Regions from separate parts of the Capsicum annuum genome. Here region 1 is linked to region 2. A link is a contact called in public Hi-C data. All regions are on one chromosome and are shown on one strand. Each heading gives the region's core, a stretch centred on a gene start, on an enhancer-like site or on the middle of the called end of the contact. The rest is flanking DNA. Distances are from core to core; before and after follow the strand shown. Region 1 holds the start of LOC107877798 (chitinase domain-containing protein 1). Region 2 holds the start of LOC107877796 (cyclic nucleotide-gated ion channel 1).

What was found. Hi-C and Micro-C count contacts between places; a contact is called where the count stands out from the background.
Region 1: a Hi-C map of leaf shows a contact between it and region 2, with 2.3 times the contacts expected there. The contact joins the promoter of LOC107877798 here to the promoter of LOC107877796 in region 2. A contact is called at or near these places in 3 of 5 Hi-C or Micro-C datasets (bud, leaf and placenta).

What each region holds. Positions count from the first base shown.
Region 1 is chr5:149,100,940-149,105,989 of UCD10Xv1.1, forward strand. It overlaps LOC107877798 (chitinase domain-containing protein 1), which reads right to left and starts at 2,959. Exons shown (of 8, transcript XM_016724525.2): 1 at 2,645-2,959; 2 at 2,484-2,557; 3 at 1,073-1,153; 4 at 605-689; 5 at 24-121. The coding sequence starts at 2,923.
Region 2 is chr5:148,591,441-148,596,602 of UCD10Xv1.1, forward strand. LOC107877796 (cyclic nucleotide-gated ion channel 1) reads right to left here and starts at 2,898. Exons shown (of 9, transcript XM_016724523.2): 1 at 2,731-2,898; 2 at 2,033-2,104; 3 at 1,131-1,710; 4 at 830-1,042; 5 at 263-558. The coding sequence starts at 2,064.

The sequences.
Region 1 (5,050 bases), core at 1,709-4,208, 510 kb after region 2:
AAAAGACATGCTAATAGACTTACTTGCATTCTGTTATGATAAGGTTGATTGCTTTCTCCCTAAGCCTCTTCTTCTCAAGCAAGTCCAGCGGATTCGCCTCCAGGACAACTCTAGGCAAAATCTATAGATTGAGGGCAGAAATAAAAACATTAAACTAGCTGATAACCCGACACTAGCTGACATGTTGAAACTGAACAATTAAATGTGGTAAAGATTAGAGGATTAGCTAATTCTCAGCTGTTAGCACCAGCCCTATAGGCCTTTTCTAGTCAACGGACCAGTTAGGAAACTGAAACAGTTTCAAGAAAAAACTTTCTTGATAATAAGTGATCGAACAAGTATAACCAAACAGAACTCCAGTTGCTTTTGTGCACTCCATCCCTTCCCCATGCACACCAACCCCCAACCTCCTCTGCTTACTAGAATTCAGATACAGTGGTCAAGGAACGAATTCAAAGCAAATAATGCAACATGTCAACCCAAATTTGACTCCTGATGAAATGTTTCCACCTTTTGGTCTTTTCTCTATGCTTCAATTGTATAAGGGCCATAATTACACTACGTATCTGTGATAATCTACATTTAATGTGGTTGGCTACCTTACCAGAGCATTTCCTTTCATTCGAATGTCTGAAATCCATCCTCTATCAGCATTATGTCTTCCATGCAGAACTAGTTTACTTCCCTCACTGGCATCAGCAAGTACAAAAGATAAAGATATTAAACAGCTTTTTTGATCATAAAGGATTGAAAAGTATTCCTGATGTTGAAGTCCTGCTAAAGCAGTACTCATTCCTATAATAAATTAAACTTTGATTCATTGTTTTCATTTATTTGATAGAAGCAGGACCTGGTGGAGATAGAGAAAAACAACAAAATAAAACTAAGGATAATAGTCTAGTCTCGGTTCTCAAGGGAAGGATTAGGTTTTTGATATTATCATCTCATGGGAAATGTCACCGAGCCAGTTGAATAGCAAGATATCACTTAGTTTCAGCTAACTGCAAATGCTACAACGCATCTCCAAGGTACACTTACTATATACAGTTAAGGTGATCATGAGTTCACTTACTTCTTCAGATCATACCAAACAGGTGACAGATGTGTGATTTTAGAACTGAACTTCTTTGCCAGGTCATAGCCTTTTGAATTCCTGCACCATTGATCATACCATCATGAACTGTAGAATCCAAAACTATATCTATCAGTATCAAAACAATATCTTTTTAGCAGTTAGCAAGGTTGGAGAAGAGGTATTGGCACTTCTAAGAATTTTCTATTCAATATAATTTAATGCAAAAATGAACAGAAACAAGCTAGGAAAAGTTCTCCATACCCAAACTTCTAAGTTCTAAATTTCATCACATTTATCCCATCACTTGAATCCTCCAAACATTGACAAACATTCCCCTCAGAAAATAGTCCCTTTATTTAAAAAAAAAGAAAAGAAAAGAAAAACTACACAATAGTTGGGACCGACTAATGAAGTCTTTATACTCATTCCTCCTATGAGGATTTATTATATTTGTTATAAACTTATTGAAAGGTATGGGACTTGATTCCCACTTCGATTAAATGGGGAGTTCATGTGGGGCGTATATAGCCATGGGCTCTAGCTTTGGGGTTGTGGTTCTCCTTGGATTGTGTTGATGGTATCAAAGCGACCCACCACCCTCCATCCCGAAAGTGCCATGGATGGTGACACCAATATTGCAGCTTTCATCCATGACTAACACCTACCTAATTGTGGTAGAGTAAAAGCTACCTAGGGTGGAGCCACTGAGGACGACGAATACAGAGCGTGGTGGTTTGTTGTGATCCTGTTGCAAGGTATAGGACTTAAGTCCTACATCGACTACATGGGGAGTTGATGTGGAGCTTATATAGGTTGATTTCTCCCACCTCAATAGCTAGCTTTCGGGTGTGGTTCTCCTTGGATTGTATCAACAACTACTTTTAGATTAGTTGTCAACCAACTACAACCATTCTCCTCTATCAAGACTTAGTTGAAATGCAACTCTAAAACAGTTTCTTGTTTAAGTACATGATATTTTGAAGATTACCCATACCATGTATTATATTCTAGATCGATTCAGGGGGAATTTGGCCAAGTTGAACTCCGACAAACACATCTGGGTATAAGATTCCGGAAAAATGGGGAATTGAAGTTGAATTTTGGAATTTTAGGAATTTTTAAAACACCAAAAAGTTGTTTTCGCTTTTTTTCCACTCCAAATTAATCACAACAACTCAAAAAGAACTCCAATTTGTATTGACACAGCTCCAATTCTGAAATATCATTTTTTACTTCAAAAACTACTTTCCTCAAATACGACAATTTCTTTAGAGTCCAAAACAAATTAAGATTTTCTAATCTTCTAACACCAAACATCACAAAGATAAAAGGAAAAGGTGGATTTCAACATATACAAATCAAGAATAATTAAACACGATTCAACAAAGTGTAGAACAAATGCAAATACCATGGAGTGATATAGGCCAGAATGGGATTTTCAAAATGCCGCCGACTAATATTTTCCGAAACGTTAGTATTCTCCTGCAAGTCTTGAAAACTCACCAAATAATTAAAAAAAACATACAAAACGAAAAGAAATCAAATTGGGGGAGGGTAAGAATATGTTACATTGAGAATATCACTGTAAGTTGAATCGGTTTTAACGAGGGCGCGTTGGTAAACATAAGGCTTGTCAGCATCATCAACAACAGTAGTAGAAGCAGTGTTGGAGTACTTTTGACGGTAAATTAGTAAAGAAACGATGAAGAATAAAATGCAGAAGGTGGTGGTGACCCCACGCTGTCGATTTGTGTGAGACTTTACTGAGCTGCGTGATGAGGGCTTGAGTGGTTGGGATCGTTGGCTCGAGCTCGCAGAAACCACTTGTTTGCTTCTCTTCTTGGCCATTCTTTTTTTATCGAACACAACTGCTGCGAGAAATTTACCCTTTCAACCATGTCAAATTATGTAAAAGCAAGCTAATTAATCTATTGATTAGTGGACACGTCGAATCACATAAGAACAATTAAAATAAATTTGATTCAAATTATTTAAAAATATAGAATTTGGATTTTATTTATTTTTTCTCTAATCAGTTTGACATTTTTATTAACAACACATTTATTACTGATTTAATTTACAAAATTAACTTTTTTAGTTATGCTTTGAAAATTAAAATTTCAGTATTGATATCTTATATAGTCATTTAATGATAAGAATAATATTGTAAAATATGATAAATCTTTTGACTTCACAAATTGGACAAGTTTTTACAACTTACACCAAATACATACCCATTGTATTCCCACATAGTGGGGTCTTGGGAGAGTAAATTGTACGCAGATCATACCGCTATCTTAGTGAAGTAGAGAGATTGTTTTCGATAGACCTTCGACTCAGGACAAATAATAGTATATCAAACACAAACATAAAAGCATATAAACCAATATAGTATGCAAAATAAACTAACACTGCTAGCTAATACAACGAAGAATACAACCACAAGGTAATACTATAAACTATCTATTCGAAATCATAGACATCACCGAACCACGAACAAGGAATTCCATACGCAAACAAAGTACTCCCCCTACTGTTACAAATGCACTCCTACCCCCTAACTCTAATCTGCGACCTCCACGCCTTTCTATTAAGGGTTATGTCCTCCGTAAGATGTAACTACTCTGTATCATGTCTAATCGCCTTCCTTCAATATTTCTTCGACCTACCTAAAACCATCTATATGTAGCATCTCACACCTCCGTACTGGAGCATCCGAGTCCCTCTTCATCACGTGTTCGAACCAACGTAATCTTATTTCTCGCATATTGTCCTGCACTGAAACCACTCTTACCTTCTCCAGAATAATCTCATTCCTAAGTGTATCTCTCTTGGTAAGGCCTCACATCCATCGCAATATCCTTATCCTCGCCACCTTTAAATTTTGAATGTAGGAGTTCTTCACTGGCCAACACAACGATCCATACAATAGTTGGTCGGACTGTCACTCTGTAGAACTTATCTTTTAAGCTTCGGAGACACCCTCTTATCACATAAGACTCCTAAAGGAGCCTCCATGTCAACCACCCTACACTACTACGATGTGTGGCATCCTGGTCAATTTCACTATTTCCCTGAATCATAGACCCCAAATACTTGAAACTATTCCTCTTCTGAATAGAATGAGAATCCAGCTTCACTACCACGTCAGCCTTCTGTGACGGATCTCTAAACTTGCATTTCAAGTACTCTATCTTGATCCTGCTCAACCAAAATTCTTTATACTCAAGGTTCTATCTTCAAATATCCAACATATCATTAACTCCTCCCCAACTCTCATCAATAACTACAACATCATCAGTAAATAACATACACGAAGGCACCTCCTCCTGAATATGTTGCGTCAAAACATCCATCACCAAGACAAATAAAAATAGGCTAAGAGTCAATCCCTGGTGCAACCCTATCAAAATAGAAAAGTGCTTTGAATCTCCACCTACTGTCCTCACACGAGTCTTCGCACCATCATACATGTTTGGAATAAACTTAGTATACACCACGGGCATCCCTCTAGCCTCTAAGCATATCCACAGAATCTTCCTAGAGACATTGTCATATGTATTCTCAAGATCAATGAATACCATGCCCAAGTGTTTCTTCCTCTCCCGAAACTACTCCATTAATCTTCTCACAAGGTGAATGGCCTCAGTAGTCGAGTGACCTTGTAACGCCCCGCATTTCAGGCTACAATATAGACCATGATTCCGATGCGTTGATAATATCGAATCCATAAATCCTATGCTAATATGGCATGTTAATTATTTGTGTAGTATGTGAATCCATTCAAGCTTGAATTTAGACCATAGAGGTCCTTCAACTCAAGGACGAGTCGAAACTATTTTGATCGATTAAGTTTTAGTAGATGTTGTAATTTGTGTCAGCTTCCATCGACCATAACTCTCTGTATATGTCGAATTAGAGAGCCTATTATGAGTCAAATGATAGGTCTTCGAGTTAGCTTTCCAACGATACCAA
Region 2 (5,162 bases), core at 1,648-4,147:
GGAACTAACAGAATCCAAGTGGTCATTCGATTGATCAGAAGATCCTGTCACTTGGCTAAAATCAATTACTTGAACGAAACTAGATCTCATGGTCCAAAACTATTTCTTATGAAGAAATGAAACTCTTTTACCACACTAGCAGTCAAATAAAAATAGGACCTGTTATCCAAAATACAGAAATTTTCCATCTGCAGAAATTTAATAGCTGTAAGAAAATCCTAGGTCAAAATGTATGTAGTGAAATAAGAAAAGGTGAGCAGACCTTAAGTTTCTCAGCCCCCACCAAAAGCAATAGAAGAGTTTGGTCCATAATTTTCTTTTTTCCACAACCCGGAACTGAAGAGCATCAAGAGCGATTCCAAAATCAAAGTCATTTGCATCCTTTATATCTTCTTGTTGCAGGAAAGGGCAAGAGGAGTTCAGTAAGGACGCATTTCCATTCATTTTCGCTCCACAATATAAGTAGTCTGAAGAACAGTCAGGAATCTTGTCACACGCACTGCGCCAGCATGTATCTTGGCGTTCTACTGAGAACAAATACCAAAAGGCCCCAACTACCTGAGATCATACATTTGCACCTATTAAACAGGTTTTTTTGTTCAAGACTTAAATCTTATTGGAACCGATTGTTGGGTATGAAACTCGTGAAAAAGTGATAATTCAGATGTGTATTTTTGACCATAACTCTAAAAGATAATTACAAGTAAAAGGGAATAACTGATAGTTGGGGTGTGAAGCTTGCGAAAAAGTGATAGTTCCGATGTATTTTTGATCATTACCTCTATTTTTTATGTTTTTGTGATTTGTCTATTGGTTGAAGGGAACTTACGTTACTAGCTAGCATGTAGAGGGAAAGGTTGAAAACAGCTCCACCCCATGCACTTTCCGTAAATAAGCCCGAAGTCCTTGTTACTTCTTTGTACAAGGGATAAATTCTAAAAATTCTTGGAACATATTGAACAAATATGACAATTTTCAACATTTCTTTTGTTGCCAGAGCAATTGGGCCTTTCACGTTGGGAGTGATAAGCAGTATCACAATCTGCACAAAAATAAGGTTAAATTTGTCAATATCATATTCTCTTAAGTTAAGAGAATGCCAAAAAACACAAGCTTTTGAGGACACAAACCTGTGGGAGTGGAAGGACTGCTACAACGTCAACAGTGAAATAAGATAACAAATATCGCTTGGCTATAGCAGCAGAATCTTCAATCAACTCACCCCTTCCAAAAACTCGAGAAGTGGGAGCAATGAAGCCAGTATGAAATTGCAAGATAATGTGATTAATATAGAAAAGATCAGTGATAGAACGCAGAACACAAGCAGTGATCTTTAACGTCTTGTCCAAATCGAGACACTTATTTTCATTGTCAATGACAGGAATATAGAAGAACAACGGATCCAATGACACCGCAATTACACAAACTAGTACAAATACTTTGTTCCATTGCTGAAGAAATCTCCCCTGAGGATCAAGAACTTTCATCTTTGATGCGACAGATTGATCTTTTGTTGGCTTATCAGTTATAGGATAGACTCGAATTGATTTTCTCAAGCTACTAATTCTTTCAGAACCCCTCTCTAGCCTTCTTTTGAAGCTGCTCATTAACGAGCTAAACGACGGTTTTCTGACATGAAAATGCCTATTATCCTGAGAATTTTGACCGTCAATGCTAAATGATGATTGTTCTGACTTCCGGTCCTCAAACCTAAGTACATATAAAACAAGCAAAAAGATTAATACAAATCCAAAATTAGTTGGTTCATGTACCAAATTGTTACAAAAAAGATCAAATTAGGGTCTAATAAGATTCTTTTTGTTATTCACTTCCCATTGTGGTCCTATCTTGTTAGTTTCATCGATTAATTTATCTTTTAGCATTAATTCTTCTTGCATGTAGCTCGAATCGTATCATGATATTTATGTCAGCCTCTGATAATAGATCTTTTTAGCTCATGCCGCTATTCAATAAGTCAAAACAAAAATAATTAATTGCACATTACTTGGTATGGAAGGCTGATTGAACTAACCTTACATATTTGTCCTGCTTGAGATTAATCATATTGAGCTTCTGTTATACTGGATGCTCAGAAATTTCAGCTCTGTTGAAAAACAGAATGATCAACAATAGTAACTAGCTTACATTAACTACAAAAACATATTATAGGGCGAAAGGGAAAAACATTCCAAATGAAAGACGTGAATGTGAAAGTGAATAGTGCAAAATTTGAAGTCGGAATTATAGTTCAAGTATCCTCAACTTGTTCTGGAGTGAGACGTAGTGGTTGTAATTACAATTCAAGTACTAGAAAAACGAAAATTTATTCAAAAAGATATATAATGGTATATCCAGGAATTCTCTAACTCAATAATTTACTAGTAAAAATATGAAAAATATCAAAGAATATTTCTCCATGTTATGAAGTCATGAGAAGGAGCATGAAGAGATACCACTTACAAAAGTGTTTTGCCTGCCCTTCGACTAAATGAATTGGGATATTGTAAGAAAATTAGGACAAATACTTAACACATCAAAACTGATATAAAAGGAACTAAAACCAAAACTAGTACCTCTTTATTTTCCGTTTGGATTTTTTTGGCATTCGGCCTTTTGCTGTACATATGCTTGAATAAATAAAAAATGGTCCACGGACCTAAATCTAACTTTAAAAAAAACGTATGGATACAAGTATATAAAAAACAATAACTTGAGCAGATAGAAACTTACATAGTCTAATGGACATAATCTACAGCTGCAGGGCGAGTCAAGAAATAATGAAGTGAACTTTAGGACAAGTAGGCAGTAACATATGTGTGATCAATTTTTTCTGCTTAAGAAAGTTCCTGGATATTTCTATGAAAAGGCCGACACTGCGTTAATTGGAAGGAAGATTCGGTCTTTTTCCAAAGGGAAGAAACTGCGTAGACTTGGTGGAAGAAAAGTCAAAAGTCAATGAAGAGCTCTAGCAAAAGATATTACACACTCCGTTTCAAAACGAATACGACATTTAAAATAAAAATAAAAATAAAAATAAATCTTATAATAATAAATTAAAGTTATATCAAATGCATCAAAATATCTTTTTAATTTTATAATTTTAAACATATCATGTGTCAAGTTGAAATTAAAGTATTATAAAAAAAAATGAATCATTCTTTTTGAAATAAATTAATAAGAAAAATAGGTAATTCTTTTTTAAACGAAAGTATTTCTTTTCATTCTTAAATAATTTTTTTGAGTTCGTACCTATTGGATACAAGTCACCTTTATTAGAGAATGTTTATTCTTCCTAATCCCAATGTTTATTCTTCCTAATCCCACTCCATATCAGATCTAGTCAAATTACATACAGACACCAAAAACATGAAAAACCAAAAAAAAAGGTACAATTTTTTTTAAATAGGAATTTGTGTTGGGAAAGGCAAAGGCACAATCAAAAAGTCCGACAGGATAGCAGCGGAAGAATACCTAAGTCTAAACTTTTCCTCTCAATTTGAACCAAGAGGAGACAAGCAAATCAAGCAAAACAAAGTAACATAACAACAAATAAATCACCACACAAATACGATAACACAAGAATAAAACCAAGAACAAGAGACACCAAATTTACGTGGAAAACTCTTCAGTGTGTGAAGAGTAAAAAATTACGGGACCAAAATCTCCACCACAATCACCAAAGAGTTACAATATTGTTCTCCAAAATTGCCACCAAACAAGTGCCAAACAACGAGCAACAACACAACAAAGATAGCACTAAACTAGAGAATAAAAAGAAGCACAAACACAAAAAATGCAGCTACTGTTCGAAAATGAAGAACAGGAGTTAAAGGCCATCAAATCCACCTCCGTCAGTTTCTAATCAAAGATTGAGATGAGAGGAATAAAATGTCAAAAAATCAGCTCAATCGGACAAGAAACAAAGCGAAAATCGCAATTTGAAGTTGACTTCTGTGGCTGAAATTTTAGGTGCAAAAATCAGCTTTGTTTTCTCACTTTGGCTGCTGAAAAACTCTTTTGTGGATTGTGAATAAGACCTAAAAAATATCAATATATATGCCCTATAGTAATGAGCCTATGGGCAAAAGTGGGTTGGTCCAAATTGGGCTTCATTTATCCACATAGAAAGGAAAAAAAATCCATGACCCAATAATTCTCCCCCTCCGGACTATGTGGAGGAGACCGTCATCCCGGCGGTCATGCAACAATCTTCAAACTTCCCTCTTGGAAAATCTTTAGTCATCATGTCAGAATCATTATTATTCGTATGAATCTTCTCAAGTTTAAGCAACTTAGAATCCAACACATCCCGAATCCAATGGTATCTCACATCAATGTGTTTAGACCGACCATGAAATGTAGAATTCTTGCCAAGATATATAGAACTTTGACTGTCGCAATAAAAGCACATACCTCTCTTGAGCACAACCAAGTTTCCCCAAGAATCTCTTCATCCAAAGCAATTCTTTACAAGCTTCAACGGTAGCAATAAGTTTAGCTTTTGTAGTAGATAGAGCAACACATTTTTGCAACCTAGATTGCCAAGACACAACTCCCCCTGCAAAAGTAACCAAATACTCTGAAGTAGACTTGAGTATCAACATCACCAGTCATATCTAAATCAGTATAACCACAAAGAATAGGCTTCCCTTTACCAAAACACAAACTCAGACTAGAAGTGCCACAAAGATATCTTATAATCCACTTCACAACATTTCAATGTTCTCTTCCCAGATTAGAAAGAAAACTACTAACAACACCAACAACATGAGTAATATCCGATCTTGTGCAAATCATTGCATACATCAAACTACCAACAATTGAAGCATAAGGAACTTTCTTCATATCTTCCTTCTCATCATCACTGGAAGAACACTGCTTCGTGCTCAACTTAAAGTGCATAGCTAAAGGTGTACTGACAACCTTAGCCTTGTCCATGTTAAACCTTCGAAGTACTTTCTGAATGTACTTCTCTTGTGATAACCACAATTTTTTGGCCTTTCTATCACGGACAATCTGCATGCCAAGATTCTGCTTTGCTAGTTCTAAGTCTTTCATAGAAAAAGACTTACTCAACTCTTGTTTCAACTTTTGAATTCTACAAGCATTATGACCAACAACAAGCATGTCATCAACATAAAGCAAAACAATAATAAAGTCCC